Linked DNA regions of Macaca mulatta: region 1 is linked to region 2. Evidence: chromatin contacts called from public Hi-C data. All regions are on one chromosome and are shown on one strand. The core of a region is the stretch at or near the end of the contact, and the rest is flanking DNA. Distances in the headings are between cores, read along the strand shown. Region 1 holds the start of SLMAP (sarcolemma associated protein). Region 2 holds the start of DENND6A (DENN domain containing 6A).

Region 1 (4,974 bases), core at 2,201-4,700, 63 kb after region 2:
GGACTTTTGTTGGGATTGTTTTTTGGCTTAAAATTTCTTTATCCCACTAGCATCAGACTAGCTGGCCTACTCTTTTCAAGTTTCAGTTTAAACTACTCTGCCATGCTTCCATTACTCTTGACATACTCCATTACAGTAAGGATCTTTCTGTGTCATCACCTAAAACGAGCAACTTGAGGGAGTCCTTTTGTTTTTTCATTATTGTATTTCCAGGACCTTTCAAAATATCTATTTTGCAGTAGATGTTCTATCAAATATTTATATAATGAATGTATGAAAGAATGCATAAATGACTTGCTATTCATGCAGAAAAACTCATTAGGGATCTGAGGAGGGTCCTATCTTATTTTATTCCATAGCAGCCTACAAGTTACCAGAAGTGGAAACTTTTCACCCTCTCATAAGAAAGCTTTCCAACATATCCTTATTTTGAATAGCATACCTGGAACACAGTAGTAGCTTGACACATATTTGTTGAATTGATGAAGAGCCTGAGAAACGAATATAACGTCTTGATAATATAATGCCTCTTCTTTCCAGACTCACTTTGTGCCCTGCCTACTTTATCCTCTAATAATGAGTAACAGTATGTGATTTTCATTCATGCACCAAATACTTATTTATCCACTATTACGTGCCGGCACATTGGTGCACTGTTTCAAGTAGGCTCTTTCCTTTCCTTGCTATCCGTGTTCGTGGAAATTCATGAAACCATTCAGCGAATACCATATTTATTGTGGTTTTCTTATCTTCCTTCATTCAGTTCAGTCACTTCTCCCAGACCATCCCTGACCCCTTAGGCAGCTAGTGCCTGCCTCTATCTTAGCCCTGATTACATCAATTTTACGTTTGTCACTCTCTACCCCCATCTCTAACCCACAATACCATTATGCTCTCAGAAGGCAGGAATTGAAGTTTGGTTCACTTATGTGCCCCCAGGGCCCAGCAAAAACCTAGGACACAGCCAAACTGTCTATATATAAGTATTGAAATGAATAATTGCTACTCTTTTTTTTTTTTTTTTTTTTTTTTTTTTTTGGAGAGACAGAGTTTCACTCTTGTTGCCCAGGCTGGACTGCAATGGCAGGATGTTCGCTCACTGCAACCTCCGCCTCCCAGGTTCAAGCGATTCTCCTGCCTCAGCCTCCCGACTAGCTGGGATTACAGGCATGCGCCACCACACTCGGCTAATTACGTATTTTTAGTAGAGACAGGGTTTCTCCATGTTGGTCAGGATGGTCTCGAACTCCCAACCTCAAGTGATCCACCTGCCTCAGCCCCCCAAAGTGCTGGGATTACAGGCGTGAGCCACCGCGCCCGGCGTAATTGCTACTCTTTATTGAACAACATGGATTAACACTTTGAAGTCTCACCACACCACGTGAATTAACTATTATTAACATGTCATCCATGAGAAAAAAGAGGCTTGAAAAAGTTTAGAAACTTGCTTAAGGTCACACTGCGGTGGAGCCTGTTATTGCAGGAATCTGAAGAATGAAGTCACCTTTGAATAGAAATGAGTAAGACTCCTCACTATTTTTTCTTGAGTTTTCATTTAGCTCTTGCAAAATCTTTGTTCTTTAGACCAATGACTCCTCATCTTGATATTGTAAGTGGGGGAAATACCCTCTTTCTTCACTTTGGAAATTGTTCAATCTCTCTTTGGAAGAAACATGATTTTAAACTTTCTGAACGCTCCTTCTGTCGAAAAATCCGCGCGGGAGTCCTGGGGCACATTAATAGGTTCAGTGAGGACTGTCATTCGAAACGGAATGCGGGAACTAAGATTTTTTTGTTTTTCCGGGAAGAAAACACAACGAGTTTAGCAGAGGGGAGGATGGTCCTTCTGTTAGGTGCACAAATCCTAAGACTTGAGGGAATTTGACTGCTCACACTTAAGACAGCTGCGGGTGACTGTGTTGCCCACAGCTAAGATGGCTGCTGATGACCATCCCCTTTGGCTGGGTCTATTCTTTTGCTCGCTAGTATTTTCATTGAGAATTAAAGAGAATAAAATTTAGTAAAAGTTGGCACCTCCTTGCTAAGTAGATAAAATAAGAAAGTGGTACTGTTTGTTTAGAAAACCTTCTACCGCGCAAATTGTTCTTTCCCTTAACCAAAATGGTCGTTAAGGTTGTCCCGAGGTTTGAAGCTTCCAGCCCTTAACTAAGATGGCGCCTGGAGGCCTGTTAAAAATTAGCTTGCCCTTTTTTCTGCCCTCTACCAACACGGCTTCCGTGGCTTCGTTCACGTGACATTCCTGGACTACGGCGCGGGAGAGGGGGTAGGAGGGCCCTTGAAGGGTGCGCGTTCCCGTGGCGGTGCACCGGGTAGGTTTCAGTCAGAGTCACTATGGCGGCCGGCGCTGGCAAGGTAAGCTGAGGCGGCGGTGGCGGCTAAGGAGGTAGCACCCGTCGTGGCGTCCTGGCTCCAAATCTTCGCAGCCTCCTTGCGGAGAGGTCGGCGGAGGTAGTGCCTAGCGGTGGGGGCTGGCGGGGGTCTGGCTGGAGGAGCCGAGGGCTGAGGCTGGCGGGCTGAGGCGCCTGACGGCCGTTTGTTTTGATATTTTCCCCACCAGGTCGGAAAGTTTCCTGCCTCGTCGGGCGCAGCTTGAGCTTGCCCCATCGGCCGCGATCGGTGGAGGCTGCGGCGGACCCAGCCCGGGGCCTCCAGGCCTCTCCCCAACCTCCGGGCCAGTCTCCCTCCCCCACCTTCTCGTCCGCCGGGAGCTGCGGCTGCCGTCCCTGAGATGCGACCCTCGCGGGGGCGACCCTGAGGGGAGGCGGCCCATGTGCTGAGCGGCGGACAGGAGCCCAGGCGTCCGGGGACCAACTTCCTGCCGCCTGGGAACCCGCGCCTCCCGGTGTCGCGCCTCGCTCGGTCAGCACCGGCCTGCGGAGCCGGGTCCCCGCCCTGGTCGCGGGGACGCTCACCAGGTGCCCGGGAGTCCCGACTCGGCTACTGCCCGCGCCCTGCCGGCCTCCACGCCTCGCGCGGAGGACCTCAGCCACCGCCGCCTCGGATCGTGCCAGGCCGGGGACCGCGTCCCCCTTCCCGGGGCGGCCTCCGCGCAGCAGGGGCGATGCAGACTGTCCCGCCGGCCGTCTAGAGCCTCTACACTGCGGGCAAGGACGGGCGGTGACTGCCCAGAGGTGCCCGGCCACACCTTCCTTCGGCCCAAAAGGACTTTCCTGGCCGCGCCGAACCGACCCTTCCTTCATGCTGCAGTGCTGCAACGTTTCCGCCACCGAGGGGGAAAAGCGGCCGCGATCTCAAACCAAACACAAGAATTGGCGTGTGACTCATCTGCTTGGATACCTCCAGTCCCCAAACTGTGTTCCAGGAGTTTTCTTGGCGGAAGCTGCCCGATGTTTGAGCCTTTTCTTCCCAGAGAAGAAGATGGACTGAAAGCTGCCAGTTGGGGACTTTTTGTGATCAGGGCGCTGCTGGGTTTTAGAGGAGGTGATGGGGCTTGCGCTGGCTTGTCTTCCCACCCAAGTGAAGAGTTGATGTTCACTGGTTATGCTTAGACAATGTGCAGTTTGTGTTAATTTAAAATTTTGGGTGGGATAGGGGGATAGGCTTGTGAAGGGCAGTCCGGATCCAGAGGAACTCCTCTTTGTTCCTGGTAGGAGAGACACCCCCAGTCTATCCTCGATGCCGTCAGCCTTGGCCATCTTCACTTGCCGCCCGAACTCGCACCCGTTTCAGGAGCGTCATGTCTACCTGGACGAGCCCATCAAAATCGGCCGCTCAGTGGCCCGCTGTCGACCAGCGCAGAATAATGCCACTTTTGATTGCAAAGTGCTGTCAAGGAACCACGCTCTCGTCTGGTTTGATCACAAGACGGGCAAGGTAATGTCACCACGTTGTCCAGCGGCATTGTTTAACAAACTTGTTTCCCCCGCTTTGCCCTTTCTGAGAGGCCTAATGTATGCAGGATCCCAGGGTTTGCATCCAGAAGAGGCTTTGCGCAAAGCCACGAAACAACTGTTTGGGTGCCTGGTTCTAGTGGAAATTTGATTGAGGTGGTTGAATGGAAAACAGAGAAGGTATTGTAATTAAAAGCCTCAGGAAGTCTATGGCATCTTGATAACGGGGTCATTCCCAGTGAAATACCAAACTAGATAGTGAAACTTGGCGTCTTGCTTTCAGTCTGCTTGGAAAGGTGAATTCACAGTTCAGCGCTTTATTAAGCAAGCAGGAGTTGTCAGAGCAATTCGGGGAATCTGTGGCCATTATTATCCCAGGGCTCAAGTGTCTTAGTAGTGAAATGTAGTTAACACATAGCTTTAGGTGAGTTCAGATCAGGACCTTTCTAGTAAGGACAATTGCTGGTATAAACCTAAGATTTTTGAAAGGTTTGATACATACTTGCTCTTGAAGGAATAATTTGCAATAATCAAAGCTAATTTAATTAAGCATGAACAATTGTAACTTTATATATTTTCAGAGTGTTTTTTACAAGTTGGAGAACATACACATACTGCGTTTGAAAATCACTTTTTGATGTTCCCTGCAGCACTTATTAAGTACTTAGTGCATTCTTACAGAGGTGCTATTCAAAAGTTAGTGTTAGGAAATAAACTTATTTTCTGAAATTATACCCTATTCTGTCAATTATAGCATTACTTAAATGTGATGGGATGAATTCAGTGCTTTTCATTTTAAGCGTAATCAATTTAGTATTTTTATGTTAGTATCGTAAGTTACTATACACGTATGTGCTTTTAAGAAATGAAAGAAATTAAGATCCTTTCCATTTTTAAAAACTGTTTATTTATGTTTATGGATAGTATACTAAAGAGCTCATCTTTGTGCCTAAACCTCAGGTTTTTAGCTGAGCTACTGAATCAGTTCCAACTTTAAGTTATGTAAGACTAATAGGACTGTCTCAGGTTTCACCTCCTGACTTTTTGCCCCTTCTTTCTGAGTTAAATAATTAAATCTTTCTTAAAGGAAGAACTTAAGTCT
Region 2 (4,385 bases), core at 1,214-3,713:
GTATTGTTATCCTGTTATAAAGAAGAATGTGAGACTCAAACAAGCTAAGTAACTTGCCCAAAGTCACCTGGATTCTAACCTAGGCAGCCCAGCTTTACAGTCTGGGTTTTGTTAGGGGTTTTTTGGGGGACAGTGTCTCGATCTGTCACCCAGGCTTGAGTGCAGTGGCACGAATATGGCTCACTGCAGCCTCGACCTTCCTTTATTAGAGAATCTTCCCCACCCTCATCCTACACCTTCTAAAACCAGTGATGCTTAATGTGGGGACAATGGAACAGAAGGTCCATGGATAAACCCAGACAGTCCATGGAACCACATACATGATTTCGTTTACTCAGCCTTTTCCTAGTGGAAAGTTCACAATGTTTGTATTTTTAAAAGATCCAGGAAGCAAAAGGTTAAGAACTCCTGACCTAAAAAAACTCTATACAGTGGCATACATTATGGAAAATGAAATTCAAAATAAGTCCTTTAATAATTCACATTTTTGCAGCACTGTTTTCTGTCTATCTGGTCAAAAATATTCATAAAGAATGTCCCAAATAATAAGAATCCAAAAGGATCTCCTTTAGCTATTTAAAAACACAACTACAACAACCCATTCTTAAGCTTTCTGGTTAAATTTCTTGCTGTACATATAACTTCAGGTTAACATGACAAGGTGAATAATAAATGGCTTATAAATCTTTTATTCAAAATCTTTGGGAACTGTTTTTCTTACTTTAATAGGATAGAAGAATTGCTCACATATTCACCCATTCTATCAAAAGTATTTACAGAATGCCACTAGGTGCCAGGGACTGCATTTGGCCTTATCAGCTACTATGATTAATTCTTGGTTCTCTAAATTGTTGCCTCAATCTACAAATATAGGTTAGAGCACACCCTATTTGTATGCTCCGCAACTAACATAATGCTTGGTTCTTAGTGGAAACTTAATGTTGAACTGTGTTATACTAAAACACCCAGAAGGCAGGCCGAATACGAAAGCAGTGGCTTGGCATTAAGAAAAACCACCCCTAGCCAGTTTTCTTAGTCAACCAGGCCACTAGTCAGAATGAGATAGAAATCTGTCACCAATACCAAAAACAAAAACATCTAAACAAACGCCCTTCTGATAACGATTTTCTTGGACACATGAAAACAAGCAATTCCTTATGCTAAAAAGACCTTAAACGAAGTCAAGAATAGATGTTTCTAAAGTCTTTCGATAAGGGGCCATAAATAAGAATGGAAAAGTTGACTGATTCACAAGCAAATGATTTTCCCTATATTCATCTTGACATTAGTTTCACACCAACTGTTCCAGAGGCAATATTTTAAAAATAACAGAAATGAAGCCCGGCACGATGGCTCACGCCTGTAACCCCAGCACTTTGGGAGGTCGAGGGGGTCAGACCAACTGAGTCAGGAGTTCGAGACCAGCCTGACCAAAATGGAGAAACCCTGTCTCTACCAAAAATACAAAATTAGCTGGGTGTGGTGGCGCATGCCTCTAATCCCAGCTACTCGGGAGGCTGAGGCGGGAGAATCGCCTGAACCCGGGATTCAGAGGTCGTGGTGAGCCGAGATCGCGCCATTGCACTCCAGCCTGGGCAACAACAGCAAAACCCCGTCTCAAAAAACCAACCAACCAACCAGAAATGAGGCACAAAAGGAGGAACGGGAGAAAATGTATGCTGAGATAAGTATTTCGGCTCAGGCTGAGGGAAAAGCTCTATGAATTACTACAAATGACCAAAACAACCTGAGCCTTAAAAATTGGTTGTGCAAGTTCCGCTATTAAGAGTTCATCATTAGTTATGGAGCATTGTTCTTGAAAAAGTACCAAACATCCTGCCTGCAGGCTTCCTCGGGTGGGTGCTACTAACCCTTTTAGTTAGTTCTGTGGCTCTGGGTTTAAAAGAAATAAAGAAATAACAGGATGAACATCAACAAGTATTTAAGAAGGGCCTAAGAGAGAACTTTTCACCCCTAGCCGCAGCCCAAGATCCTCCCACGGGAAGTGCCGTAGGACTGCAGCCCGAAAGAGCGCCTGAGGGGAAACTGGCCACGCCCGGATGCGCGGCGGATGGGGTCCAGGCCGGCCAGCCCGCGGGCGCTTGGCTTTGCGGCAGCCGCCCAGGCGCAGGGGCGGAGCGCGGAGACAGGGCGGGGCCGGGCCTCACCTCCACGGCCTGGCCCAGCTCCAGGTCGAAGCCCACCACACACACGCAGTGCAGCCAGGCGGAGAAGCCGTCCCAGCGCAGCAGGCCCCGGCCACGGCCATCGTCCTCTTCATCGTCCTCTGGCGCGCCTCCCGCCGCCAGAAGGGCCGGCGCCTCGCGCTCTACGGCCCCTGCCACTGCCTCGTCCAACGGCCTTCGAGAGCCGGGCCCCAAGCCCGCAGGGCCCCTCAAAGCCATCCGCGGCCCCCTGGCCGTTCGCACCGCCTCCACCGCGGACCGCGCCGCAGAGCGCGCTTGCCTCCGCGCAGGCGCAGGCGCAGACGCCGCTGCCGCAGCCGCTGGGGACAGACTCAGTCCGGGCGGGGCTGCGACTCACGTGACCCTGGGAGCGCGGCTCTGCGCAGATCCTCCCGGGCCGGACCGGACGTGGGGACGTCACGCCGCCGCTTGTCTCGGATTGTGAAGCCGGCCCTGACCTTGTCTGAAACGTCTTTGGGACTGAAGCAGTTGTTTATGAATCTTTGTCAACCTCGTTCGCAGTCAACGACCAGGGAATAAATTATTCGTGGAATGACACTGTTCATAATTATTATAAGGTATTAAATTATGAAAGCGTAGGCTGGGCGCGGTGGCTCACGCGCCCACTTTGGGAGGCCGATGCAGGCGGATCATCAGATCAGGAGTTCAAGACCAGCCTGACCAACATGGTGAAACCCCGTCTCTACTAAAAATGCAAAAAAATTAGCCAGGCTTGGTAGCGCGCTCCTGAAATCCCAGCTACTCAGGAGGCTGAGGCAGGAGAATCGCTTGAACCCGGGAGGCAGAGGTTGCGGTGAGCCAAGATTGCGCCACTGTATTCCAGCCAGGGCGACAAAGCGAGATTCCATCTCAAAAATAAAAAATATGAAAGCGTAATGGTAACGGTGGCTAACATTGAATGCTTACTTTGTGCCAGTTGATATGCCAAGTACAAATGCGAATATTTACAAATATTACCTTATTGAATCTTCACATAATCGCAAATAAGTAGACAGTATTTGCTTATTTTTACAGATAAGGAAATGGAGAGTCTGGAGGTTACATGACTAGCCCAACAAGTATGACAACTCCGATACCTCCTTGCGATTCACTCAGTTTGCTGACTCAGATATCTGTGCATTCACTGACCTGTTTCTTCTGCAGCAACGCCTCCCTACCCCGCCACCTCCACCTTTCTTGGTTTGGCTGTGACTCACTCAACACACATCCCCAGACCTTTCTGGAACTCCAGGTTGGGCAGATTGGCCTCCACAGCAACCTGTGGATCTCTGAGCACTGGGGCAAGGGCCTGGTCTCAAGCAGCTTCATATTCGGAGATCAGTTTTTACTGATTATGGGACCAGCCAAGATACTAACTAGTATTTATTCAGCACCTACTATGTTAAGTATAAATAGCATAGTAAAAGTAGGAAGCACACAATAATACCTCAACAGAAAAATGAGTAAACCAGCGAGGTGTCACACCTATAATCCCAGCTTCTTGGGAAGCTGAGGCCAGCTAAGGCCAAGGAAGATATCTTGAGCAGGAGTTCTAGGCTGCAGTGCGCTATGATCATGCCTGCAAACAGGCATTGCACTCCGGCCTGGGCAACATAGCGTGACTGCGTCTCTAAAAAACAACGCAAAACAAAAAACACTGCAGAACTTAAGCATTTTGCTGCACTGCCCAGTCAAATCCATTCCACTTGACAAATACTGCCCTCTTAACATTCTTAGAATTCATTTTTTGGAGCAAGTGTTAGTGTCCCTGTTTTCAAGGAGGTGGTCCAGGTATGCACACACATCAGTAGTGATGTTTGCTGGAGACTTCCTTTAGACAAAAATGAACTTAGGGACAGCACTTAAGTTAGAGGTCACGTCTTTGACCAAGGTAGCCTGCCATCCTACTCCAGAGAACGCTGTGGTTAAAAGAGGAAAAACTGTATTCTGCGATCAAGTAAGGCTCTAAACCCAGTATTAGGAAAGAACAGTAGCCTTTTGTATTAGAAAGAACACTGGCCTGGAAGTCAAAAGTTCTGGATTCTAGTGCCAGCTCCACCCACGATCATGGTAGGGCAGGCTGCTCCAAAACCCAGTTTCTGCTCAATGGGAATGATGATTACTAACTCACCTCACTGACTGTTGGAAAAAGTTAAGCTATCCTAATGTACCCATTTTACCAGATGCTACTTAATTATT

Evidence for each region. A called contact is a pair of places that touch in the nucleus more often than the background predicts.
Region 1: a contact with region 2 is called in a Hi-C map of blood, with 3 times the contacts expected there. The contact joins the promoter of SLMAP here to the promoter of DENND6A in region 2. A contact is called at or near these places in 6 of 14 Hi-C or Micro-C datasets (CD4 T cells, blood, cortical neurons and 3 more).

Annotation. Positions count from the first base shown.
Region 1 is chr2:121,294,059-121,299,032 of T2T-MMU8v2.0, forward strand. It overlaps SLMAP (sarcolemma associated protein), which reads left to right and starts at 3,451. Exons shown (of 21, transcript NM_001261125.1): 1 at 3,451-3,855. The coding sequence starts at 3,658.
Region 2 is chr2:121,232,006-121,236,390 of T2T-MMU8v2.0, forward strand. It overlaps DENND6A (DENN domain containing 6A), which reads right to left and starts at 2,464. Exons shown (of 21, transcript XR_013414081.1): 1 at 2,169-2,464.